Linked DNA regions of Sus scrofa: all the other regions are linked to region 1. A link is a contact called in public targeted proximity ligation data. All regions are on one chromosome and are shown on one strand. The core of a region is the stretch at or near the end of the contact, and the rest is flanking DNA. Distances in the headings are between cores, read along the strand shown. Region 1 holds the start of PLEKHF2 (pleckstrin homology domain-containing family F member 2). Region 2 has its middle 41 kb from the start of C4H8orf37. Region 3 overlaps LOC106510019 (a long non-coding RNA gene).

The links.
Region 2: a contact with region 1 is called in a targeted proximity ligation map of alveolar macrophages. A contact is called at or near these places in 6 of 47 Hi-C or Micro-C datasets (alveolar macrophages, blood, brain and 2 more) and 2 of 2 datasets of targeted methods (alveolar macrophages and skeletal muscle).
Region 3: a contact with region 1 is called in a targeted proximity ligation map of alveolar macrophages. A contact is called at or near these places in 7 of 47 Hi-C or Micro-C datasets (blood, heart right ventricle, psoas muscle and 1 more) and 2 of 2 datasets of targeted methods (alveolar macrophages and skeletal muscle).

What each region holds. Positions count from the first base shown.
Region 1 is chr4:41,532,961-41,536,676 of Sscrofa11.1, forward strand. PLEKHF2 (pleckstrin homology domain-containing family F member 2) reads right to left here and starts at 1,972. Exons shown (of 2, transcript XM_021089079.1): 1 at 1,821-1,972.
Region 2 is chr4:41,412,482-41,416,197 of Sscrofa11.1, forward strand. No RefSeq gene overlaps it. Among named protein-coding and RNA genes, the nearest start is that of C4H8orf37, 41 kb to the left of the region's middle.
Region 3 is chr4:41,429,357-41,433,072 of Sscrofa11.1, forward strand. The region is part of intron 2 of LOC106510019 (a long non-coding RNA gene); the gene reads right to left. Among named protein-coding and RNA genes, the nearest start is that of C4H8orf37, 57 kb to the left of the region's middle.

The sequences.
Region 1 (3,716 bases), core at 722-3,221:
ACTGGGATGCAATGGGATAGATAGGTGAATTATTCTTGGGGAGAAAAAGAGGATGGGGTAAGGAGAACAGGGCAGAAGGAGCTTCTATAGGCTTGAGTGAATAATTTTAGGAGGAATAATTTCAGTACATGAACTCTCATAAACTGAGATTTCCTAAGAAATACTCCAGGAAATAGATATACTGAGAAACTAAATTAAAATCAGAAAGAGCAGCTAACAGACGAAACAAGGTGGAGAGAGACTACTCCACAGGAATGAGTTATATATCCTGCAGTTACGCTGTAAGAAAAATGAGAAGGCTTCAGTCATAAGATCTCACTTAAATACCAGTTTGGCTGTTAGATTTGAAGTTAGTTAAATCACTTTATTTGTAGGTAACTCTTCATACAGAAAAATATATACATATAATGGCAATTACCTAACAGTGGGGAAAAAAAGGTTTTTTTTTTTCTTCTAGAATTAAGGAAATTAGCGATCAAATCTGAGCCGAAGCTATATTTTTACCTAAAGATTGATAAGAGAAATTCTCCAAGATATGTTTAAGGGTTTATCTGATTTGTAGTTAAAAAGTCCTTTCAGTTCATTAACAGAATTTGGAAGCTCAAATGCCTTCATTAAAACTAGTAATTTACATTCACTTACTGGGGTGATTCAAGCTGAATCTTTTTTGATGCCTTGGTCAGTACACCAGTTTTATTTTTTGAGGCGATTACATGTGCTTTCCAAATAAGTAACTTAATACCATTCACCTCCAGTGCTGTGAGGACCCAAAGAGATTAAAAATAGAAGCTTTCCTTAATACCGAATTAACCTGAGGACCCCATGAGCTCGCAAAGGACAGAAAAATCTAAATGCTCAAAACACAGTAGGCAAGCACCTTTAAGGAACCAAAAGGAGGGGGGAAACCTCGCAATGTCAAGATCACTTCACCTTATTCTAAACAGAACACATGCCTTTGAGTCTCTCAATGTTCGTGTCTAAGTCCTTCTTTACTGAATTTGTTCTTCAGTGACGTACTGAAACACAACAAAGAAAGTATTTACCGATTTACAAACTTTGTGAGTCTCTGAATTACAGAGAAGAACTTGGTTATCTGTAACCTTAATACTACCCACGATTTCCAGTGCACACTCACAAGTTACTGCTTCAATGTCCTAAGGGCGCACAAGGATAGTCAAGCAACATGAAGAGGCAGCTCTCGGCCTTTAATAAAAATTTAAAAAATAAAGGAAAAATAAATTGGGCAAAAGACCATACAACTTTTAAAAGATTCCAAGTAAGTAAGACGTTAGAGCCAACGCTTCTATCAGGGTAAATTCTGCGGTGCCATTTTTGGCCGCCAATCACATAAAAATACGCTGTTCAGATTACAACGTCCGCGATGCCCAGACCCTGCAAACTTTTTGGACAGAGAGATGTTGGGGCCCTAAGATGCCATTGGCCACGACTGGGACCCCAGTCCCCGCGCCTCCCAACTTCTCACCCGATCTCAGGGTCCGCTTCGCGTCCGCCCGGCCCCCGCCCCGCGGCCCGGAGGACAGAACGAGCACCGGCACGGCCCCCCGGGCGGCCCCCGAGCCCTCCCGCAGCGGCGGCGGCGTCCTGCGAGCGGGCGCGGCTCCCCCAGGGCGAGGGGAGCGGCCGGGAGCGCCCCGTTTCTCACAGACCCCAACATGGCGTCGGCCGCCGCCGCCCGAGACGACGACACCTCCCCGCGCCGCCGACGGCCGGGGACCGCGGAGGGAAGCGCCCGGAAAGTTTCGCTTCTCCTCTCCCCGCCCGCCGGCGGCCGGTGGACAACCAACTCCGGCTTCACCTACCCGGCCGGGCGCGGACGGCGGCGGCGGCGGCAAAGGTCCGACTCCTCCTCGTCCCGAGCGCCGGGCGCGGACTCTGCTCGATCCTCCGCCCCAGCCTCCCAGAGTGGGCAGCCAACAGCGTTTCGCAGCCGGCGCGATCCAGACGCGGCGGGCTGGCGTCGAAGCCGCTCGCAGGTGACCCTCCCGCCCCTCCAGTCGAACCCCACAACGGCCGCCGGGGACAGCCTCTCCCCTGCGCGCGCACGGGCGCGCCGCCACCCACACGCCAGCCGCGAGCGCGGGCACGAGCACACCCACACCGCTCGCTCCCCGCCCTTTCTTGCCCGTTCCCTCGCCCCGCCCGGGCGGCCCCGCGCGACGAGCTCGAGGGGGCGGAGCCACCACGAAAGCCACACCCACCTGGGTAGCCAGGGCCTGGGGTTGGTTCCTCCGTGCTCAGTGGGAACGCGCGCCTTGGAGCCGATTGGGCGCACGTGGGACGTCTTACCTGGGCTGCCTAGCTGCGGGCAAGTCCTTGGAAAGGATTGTTCATCTGCCCACGAAGTTCTTAGCGAGGCTGGAAGAACGGAAGGAAGGCTGGGCCCCCTCTCCCACACCACCGAACTGGCCTGTAAGGGGAACTCAAGAACTTTCCACTGCCGGGAAATAAAAGCTGGGCGGACTTTTGTTTGCTACTCCCACTTTAGCACAGCGTTCCTGCCTGTCACATCTTCCACTGGCTTTTCCTAAGACCCCACCACTTGAAACAGAGGGAGCTGCGGCTACAACACACATACCCCATACAGTCTTTTAAGTGATGGATGACTTATTCCCTGACTTAGAACTCTGGTCTTTCCAAAACTTTTTCTCTGACGCCACAAACGTCATCCAACTTCACACATCTGAAAACAGTAATGATACCATATAAGGTTAAACCTGCCCTTCTTCATTTATAACGCAGCTAAGCGAGCTGACGGATACGTGGAGAGATGTTTAAGATGACTAAGATGAGGAATGGGGGGAGGAGACAGAATATTCACTTCAAACGGAAAGCGTATAGGCAGAAATTAGACTTGGGTAAATTTTATCTTTCCCGTTGATCTATTATTTCAAGGATATTTTACCTTTGATTATTCTTGAATTAGAACCACCGCACCCAAGCCACATAAAAGAGCACCCACCTAGGGATACATAAGCAGGAACTTTCTTTTGGTCTGGGATCCCCTCCAGGTATTCAGCCTCCCATCCTCACTTTTTCCATATCTCAGAAACAAGCAAGTCTTTTAAATAAAATTAGTAACTAGAAAAAAACTGCAAAACCGATATTTTTTTTTAATAGGAAAACGTAGACTATTACCACCAGAAAAACTTTACATCTGTTAGGTATAGTTGTCTCTGAAGACAAGTGTAAATGTCCCCAGGATTCTCATCTGAACCATCACCCTACCCCAATTTCATTTAGTTCCTTCTTCCTCTACATGCAGAAGACCATCTGTCAGTGGAAAAAAGGATGGACTCCATCATCTCCAAAATCCCTTTCAATTTTGAGATTAGGAATGGCTATGTCTGATTGGTTGGCTAAAGTCTAGTCTAGAACAATAGTCACCAAACATTTTTGTCACTCACTTACCAGTAAAAGTTTGTCCTCTCGTATTTCCCAATATACTTATTTAGCTCACCCTAAAACGTATGGACTTAGAAGCCAAACTACTCAAATTCAGCTTTGCCACCAGCTACCTGTTTCCTTGGGCATATCCAAATTTTGCCTTAGTTTCTTCATTTGTAAAATGAGGGTAATTAAAGTATCTACCCCCTAGTGTTATTACTATTTGTAATGTATAGTGACTTGTGCATGGTAAGGGCTATATGAGTGTTAAATTTAAAATATATATAATTAATTATAAAGTGTATACACAC
Region 2 (3,716 bases), core at 875-3,374, 120 kb before region 1:
ATGGAGACTTTACGTAGTTTAGAAGTCAATGTAAGTTCATATAGTCAAGATTTTTAAAATTGACATCCACAGGGGAATTCCGTGGTGGTGAAGTGGTAAGGACTGGCTGCTTTCACCTCTGGGGCTTGGGTTCAATCCCTGGTTTGGGAACTGAAATCCCACATCAAGCCACTGCACACTGTGGCCTAAATAAATAAAGATAAATTTTTAAGATTAAAAAAAAAAAATTGACTTGTGGTTGCCAAAGGGGAGGGGGAGGGAGTGGGTTGGACTGGTAATTTGGGGTTAGTAGATGCAAACTATTGCATTTGGAGTGGATAAGCAATTAGGTCCTGCTGTATAGCACTGGGAACTATATCTAATCACTTGTGATAGAACATGATGGAGGATAATGTGAAGAAAAGAATATAGGTATATGAATGACTGAGTCACTTTGCTGTATAGCAGAAATTGAGAGAACATTGTAAATCAACTATAATAAAAATTTGTTTTTTCTTTTTTTGTCTTTTTGTCTTTTCTAGAGCTGCACCCAAGGCATATGGAGGTTCCCAGGCTAAGGGTCTAATCAGAGCTGTAGACTCCAGCCTACGCCACAGCCACAGCAACACAGGATCCGAGTCACAGCTGTGACCTACACCACAGCTCACAGAAACACTAGATCCTTAAACCACTGAGCGAGGCCAGGGATTGAGCCTGAATACTCATGGTCCCTAGTCAGATTCGTTAACCACTGAGCCACGACAGGAACTCCAAAATTTGTTTTTAATTAAAAAAAATTTTTAGTAAAATTAACATCCACAAGATGTATAGGAGAAATTATGATAGCTTTGGTCTTGAAGAATATAATGCTTTATTTTTTACATTTTTCTTGAGGGACAGGGGATTAAACCAGATATTTCCCAGTGGATTGAGGCATAGCCTGTTATAAGTCTCTTCAGCCTCCACATCTGGCACCTGGAAGGACCCAGCAAGGGCCTTCCAAGTCCCTTCCCTTGGTTTCCTCCACAGCTGACTATGCGACAAAGACTACTCAGGTTTCTTTCCACTCAGTTTCTATGGAAGACCTTTAGCTAGTTAATTTTTTTTTTTTTTTTTTTTTTTGGTCTTTGGTCTTTTTAGGGCCACACCCGGGGCATATGGAGGTTTCCTGGCTAGGGTTCGAATTGGAGCTGCAGGTGCCAGCCTATGCCACAGCCGCCGGCCTATGCCACAGCCGCAGCAACAGTAATACAGGATCTGAGCCACATCATCACGGCAACGCTGGACCCTTAACCCACTGAGCAAAGCCAGGGACTTAACCTGTATCCTCATGGATGCCAGTCAGACTCATCTCCACTGAGCCAAGATGGGAACTCCTAGGTAATTAATTTAATTGCCAGCACATTTATTCTGAAATATCCCAGGTCTGATAGAAAACCCAGGAAAAAAGGTTAATATTTGTAAAGGCATAGAGGATGTGGGCACTCATGTGGTTTGGCATCATGTCCTCAGTAAAGGGGCCCCTCCTTGCCTTTGCCCCGTTAGTTAGCAAAATCATGCCCTAAATGAGCAGCTGTTGTGGGGGAGGCTAGGGGCCCAGACCTGGACTGGAATCCTCGCTCTGTAGTATACCCAGGATGTCACATTTTGCAGCCACTTACCCACTCCCATCCTCTTCTTCCTGACCTGTGCAACAGATTATAAAAATACTTACCTCCTGCTGGGAGGAGGTGAATGAGGTCATCCATGTAACATATTTAATGCTGTACCTGGCACTTCGTGAGTGCTTAGTAGATATGACTTCTTTGCTAAGATCTGTCAATATAAAAATGCATACCTGAAAGTTAACTTTCTGCCATGATTCTGGATGGGTTTTCTCCTTCAGCCTTCTTCATTTTGCCTTAAACATGTTTAGTCCCAACAAGCTTTGTCTCAGGGCAAGAAATCCAAAGTAACCCATTTAAAGGGGGCTTCAAACACAGGTGCATTTTCACCTAAGTGCCCACCTGCATGGTGCCAGATATGTGGCCACAGGGCCCAGAGGTGCTACATTGACAGGAGTAGAATTGGTGACACATGGGTCACTGCCTAAGGAATCCATGCTAGGTGTCTCTGACACGGGTCAATACCAAACATCAAAGATAATCACAGGCAAAGCTGGTACATAGAGGCAATTTCACAAAGTAGTGAAATTCTCGGCTGGCCATCCCCCGTGTGCTCATCACTGATTCTGATGTGACCAAAATAGAAACTGCTAACCCTGTGTCACTCCTTGTGCTAGAAAAGGACACGGCACCCAGGGAGGCAGAAAGGAAGGCACTTTGCTTCAACTTCCCCTTTCTTAGTCTAAAATTCCTACTGCAATTTCGGGTAAACTGTCTAGTCATTGAGTCACATTCTGAGCCCAACACCAGCCATCCCTGACCAGCAAGGGACCACAAAGGCAGGGGGTCCTATAGAAGACTTCACACGACTACAGCTCATCCCAGTGGAGATAAAAAGAGACAAATTTTGCTCCAGGGACTTGAGGATTTTAAAAGACCCACCTTCTTAGTAAGGCTGACTTCGTGAAATGAATAAATTGAGTATCTAGCCCATAGAGGGCAGACCTGCACTGAAAACCAGATTTCATTTCTTGGTCTGGCTTTGGTTTCTGAGAAAAGTACTTAGAACACTCCTAAAGGTCATGCATTCTGTTTTTTCATCAATGTTTTGTAAAGTTATCTTGCAGTAGTGAAGGTCCTTGTTTTTTCTGGCTGCAGATAGAACTTCTCCCTAGTATAAATCATCTGTCTTTGTTCTTAGGTGAAAAAGGTAGGCACCAAACGCTAGACAGTCTTACTGAGGAAGTTTCATACTTTTTCTCCATGGAAGCACTTGTCATCTTGAGCTTGTGAACCCACCCGAGGGAGAAAAGTAGAACATTTTAACTGATTCACTTCAAAAATCAACTGGAATTTCCCATCCTGGCTCAGCAGTTAACTAACCCGACTAGTGTCCATGAGGACGCAGGTTTGATCCCTGGCCTCACTCAGTGGGTTAAGGATCCGGCGTTGCTGTGAGCTGTGGTGTAGGTCACAGACAAGGCTCAGATCTGGCGTGGCTGTGGCTGTGGCTGTGGCATAGGCCAGCAGCTACAGCTCCAATTCCACCCCTAGCCTGGGAGCCTCCATATGCCACGGGTGCAGCCCTAAAAAGACCAAAAAAAAAAAAAAAAAAAAAAAAAAAATCAACTCCTCGAGCGCCTCAAGGAATATAAGTGAATCTGAAGTTAAAGAGCAGCAATGAAATGACTCCTCACAACCGAAGATGGGAAATCAAGGTGACGGGCTTGGCAGAGGCAATTGAGGAAGTCGCAAGGGCGAGTTTGTGCTGACAGGCCTTCTGAGGCCAGGAAACCATAACTTCATGACCTTGAAGCGGGATTGTTCAGCACAAAAATTCCCAGAAGAGAGTGATTTGGATTTATTTGAAAATCAAATGCAGAAAAGCAAAACAAGATAAATTGTTCCATACTCTCACTTTTTGGTGCATAGAAATACAATACATAAAAAAGCAAAAATCTCTTCACTATCCCAAAAGGTAAATACTGTTCATTGGATACCCATCCTTCTGGATTTTTCAATAGATGAACAGATGAATGGATGGAAGGATGGGTGATAGAGATATTTCCTGATTTTTTTTCATAACAAAAAAATGGAGTCCTAGGGGTTCCCCTCCTGGCACAGCAGAAACGA
Region 3 (3,716 bases), core at 500-2,999, 100 kb before region 1:
GCTAGAAGCAAGGGCTACTCAATGAAAAGGAAGTGAGGGGCAGTGGGGCGGGGGTAACCTATGTCAGACACACAAACACTGCAGGAGAATTAAGTACTCGGGGAGTTCCCATCGTGGCTCAGCGGTTATCAAACCTGACTAGCAACCATGAGGACACGGGTTTGATCCCTGGCCTCGCTTAGTGGGGTAAGGATCTGGCATTGCTGTGAGCTGTGGTATAGGTTGCAGATGAAGCTTGGACCTGGCATTGCCGTGGCTGTGAGTAGGCCGGTGGCTACAGCTCCAATTTCTACCCCTAGCCTGGGAACCTCCATTTGCTTTGGGTGGGGCCCTAAACAGACAAAAGACAATTAAAAAAAAAAAAAAAAGAATTAGGTACTTGGAAGAATGGAAGAAGGCATCCAGCAGGACTCAAGGGGAGGGAGCACTAGAGCCCTGAGATGAGGTGAGAGAGGCACCATGGCTGATACAGAGCTGGAGTGAGCTAAAAACAAGAAATTTGCCACAAGAAGAATGAGCCATGTCAGAGAGGGAAGAGCAGAGGCTGAAGCATGGAAGTTGGAGAAAGCCTGATTTGGCTAGGGTTTCAGGGGAGTAATACATACCACTCTGGAGTTCCTACTGTGGCTCGGCGGTAGTGAGCCTGACTAGTATCCATGAGGATGTGGGTTCTATCCCTAGCCTCCCTCAGTGGGTTAAGGAGCCGGCATTGCCATGAGCTGTGGTGTAAGTCACAGATGCAGGTCTGATCTGGCATTGCTGTGGCTGTGGTATAGGCCGGTAGTTGTAGCTCCAACTGGACCCCTAGCCTAGCCTCGGAATTTCCATGTGCCACAGGTTCAGCCCTAAAAAAAGATAAATAAATAAATAGCACTCTAGAGGCACTAGGCCTTCTAAGGGGCTCCTCCTCCATGAACTAGATTCCTCCTACCCCAAATTACAGGCCTCCTCCTTCCCAAAGCAAAGCCCAACCCTGACAATGAACACTGGCAAATAGCAACCAGTGCATGTCTCTGCAGGACGAACGGGGAGATAGATACCCAGCCAAGGGAGCTGGGTTTCTCCTCCTGGGTCACCAAAGAGCCCAGCCCCAGCCCCAGGAGAATGGAGAAGGAGGGCACTGCCTCTTCTGTATCATTTCCTTGAGGAGTCTGCAATTGCTGCCAGCCTACATAAAAAAGAAAGCGCTGGGCATAACCCCTACCCCACCCCACCCTGTCAGCAGTGTTTGGAGAGGCTGGCTGGGAAGGGCTGCAAGACTGAAGGCTGGACAGATAGCCAGGCCTTGTGTGCCCTGCAGTGGGAGGGCTGTACCCGCCAAGGTGACAAGAGCCCCTGCGCAGGACAGAGACAGCACAGGAAGGCTGTCTGGGGAGTCGTGGGGTAGGAGGGTGGAGCAGAGGACATGACCGGGAGGCTAGCCTCTCAGGGGCCACCCCAGAACTCTGCTCAGAGCTGCGAGGGTGGAAAAAAAAAGTCCAGGGAATGAGAGGGGTTTGGGAGGTGACACTCAGGATCCGGTGATTAATCGGCTGTGACAAATAATAGGAAAGAGGGTGTCAAGCAGCACTCCAGGCTCTGGCTGGGCACTGAGAGCAGGAGGGAGAAAGGGTGGCAGGGAAGGATGTTGGGTTCAAGATCCAGGATAGCAGAGGCTGAGGTGCCCGGAAGGTGTGGACGTCAGGAGAGAAGGCTGGCCTGGAGAGAGCCGGCAGGAGTCAGCTGACTTGGAGAAGGCATTCTGCCCAGACAACAGAGCCTGGAGGGGGGAAGGAGCGTGACAGTGAGTCACCAGGACAGGCTTTCTCTGCCTCTGTCTCTCCCACTCCTAGGGAGCTCTGGCCCCTCTCAAACACAGCCTGGTAACCCTTGAGCTTACCTACTTATTTACACACACGAACTTACTTCCTGAACTAGATTCTGGCCACGTGGCCTCCATGGTTCCCCTCCTGCTCGCTGTGAACCCCTCAGACACAGAGCCACGCCTGGGTCCCAATGCCACCCGAGTGCCAGGCTCTCGCCCTGACCCACCAGGGCCCGGGGCCAGGCCCACTGCCAAGGGCACGGATGTCCGCGTGGAAAGGAACAAGTGTTCAAGAAGCAGGCGAAGTGTAGTGTGACCACTATTAGAAGGGGCTTCTCTGAAAACCAACAGAACCCACGGCACCCTAGTCCCTCAGCGGGCCAGGCCCCGTCCAGGACAGAAATAACTCACTCAGCTGCCACTCCCACTCCCACCCAAACCACCGCTACCAACACCACCATCACCAGGATGGTCCCCAGTATTTCCACACCCGGGGACCACCTGACACCCAGCACCCATCCAAGCCTGCCTCCATTCCTACCCCAGGATTAGCATCTTTGCTTAACAATTGATACCTGAGAATATCAACTTGCTTCAGGGGAAAAAAAAAATCGCTAGCCTATCCAGACTGTGCCATCAGGTGGCATAGTCCAAGAAGACAAGAATCAAGACCCAGAGTCTGGATCATTCGCTTTGTGGGTACCCCATTAGCAGTCTCTTGGCATTACCCTCAAAACCCATGCACATTCTAACCACGGCTCATCACCACCATTGTTCCCAGCCAGACCCCACCACCCCTGTCTCTTGCCTGGATTATTGCGACAGCCTCCTAACCAGTCTTCCTGTTTCTGCCCTCAGCCCAGTCGCCACACAGCAGCCTGGGTAAAGCACCCATCAGACCATGTTCTGCTCAAACCCTTCCTGTCTTCCCACCTCAGAGTAGAGCCCAAGTGCTTGCAAAATCCTGTGTTCTCAGGACACCCCCAACACACGCCCACCCCCGAAAGGCTCTGACCTTGACTCTAGGCTTGTCCTTCTGATTCACGCTGCTCCTCCAGACCTCAGGCCCAGAACCTTTGCTGTCTTCTCAGGGCCTTTACCCTTGCTCTTCCCTCAGCCTGGAATATTCTCCCCATATGGGGCCATGTACACCCCCTGCCATCTTTGCTCACCAGCTCAGTGATGTCTCAAATATCAACACACACACACACACACACACACACACACACACACTTCCTAGCTCTTCACTGTCTTAATTTTTCTCTTCAGCATTTCATCATAGCTTCCTTACTGATCTTGTTTTTGTCTGTTTCTGTGAAGACCAGAATTTTGTCTGTGCTCAGTGTGGGTGGAGGTAAATCTGGTAGTTGACTGCGATGGAGGGAATGACCCAGTGGCTGGGTTCGTCCCAGGAGACCCCTCAGTTCCCTTACAAATAGACCTGGACGCGTCCGTCCAACAGGTTCATGGACAGGCCCAAACATGCCTGAATGTAGCCTCCTTCAAACCAGGAAGCCCTGCTGGGAAGCAGGGCAGAACCCCTGGGTGTGAAGGAGCTCCCTGGGGAACTTAGCCCCTAGACGAGCAGGGGGCAGGGGAAACAGCTGGAGAGTGAAGCATTCCCGAGACACTGCCCAATGGCAACAATAAAGCAATTTGTGTGTGTGAAGCCAATCCAGGGGCGGGGGGAGGCAATGCCCCCCAAACAGCAGATCCCTCCTCCCTGGGGATTTGGGCAAGAGAGAGTTTCTAGAGCTTAGAAGTAACAGGGCGGAAGGAAGTTCTCATTGCAGCTCAGAGGTAATGAACCCAACTAGTATTCATGAGGACTCAGGTTCGATCCCTGGCTTGGCTCAGTGAGTTAAGGATCCGGCGTGGCCACCAGCTGTGGTGGAGGTCACAGATGCAGCTC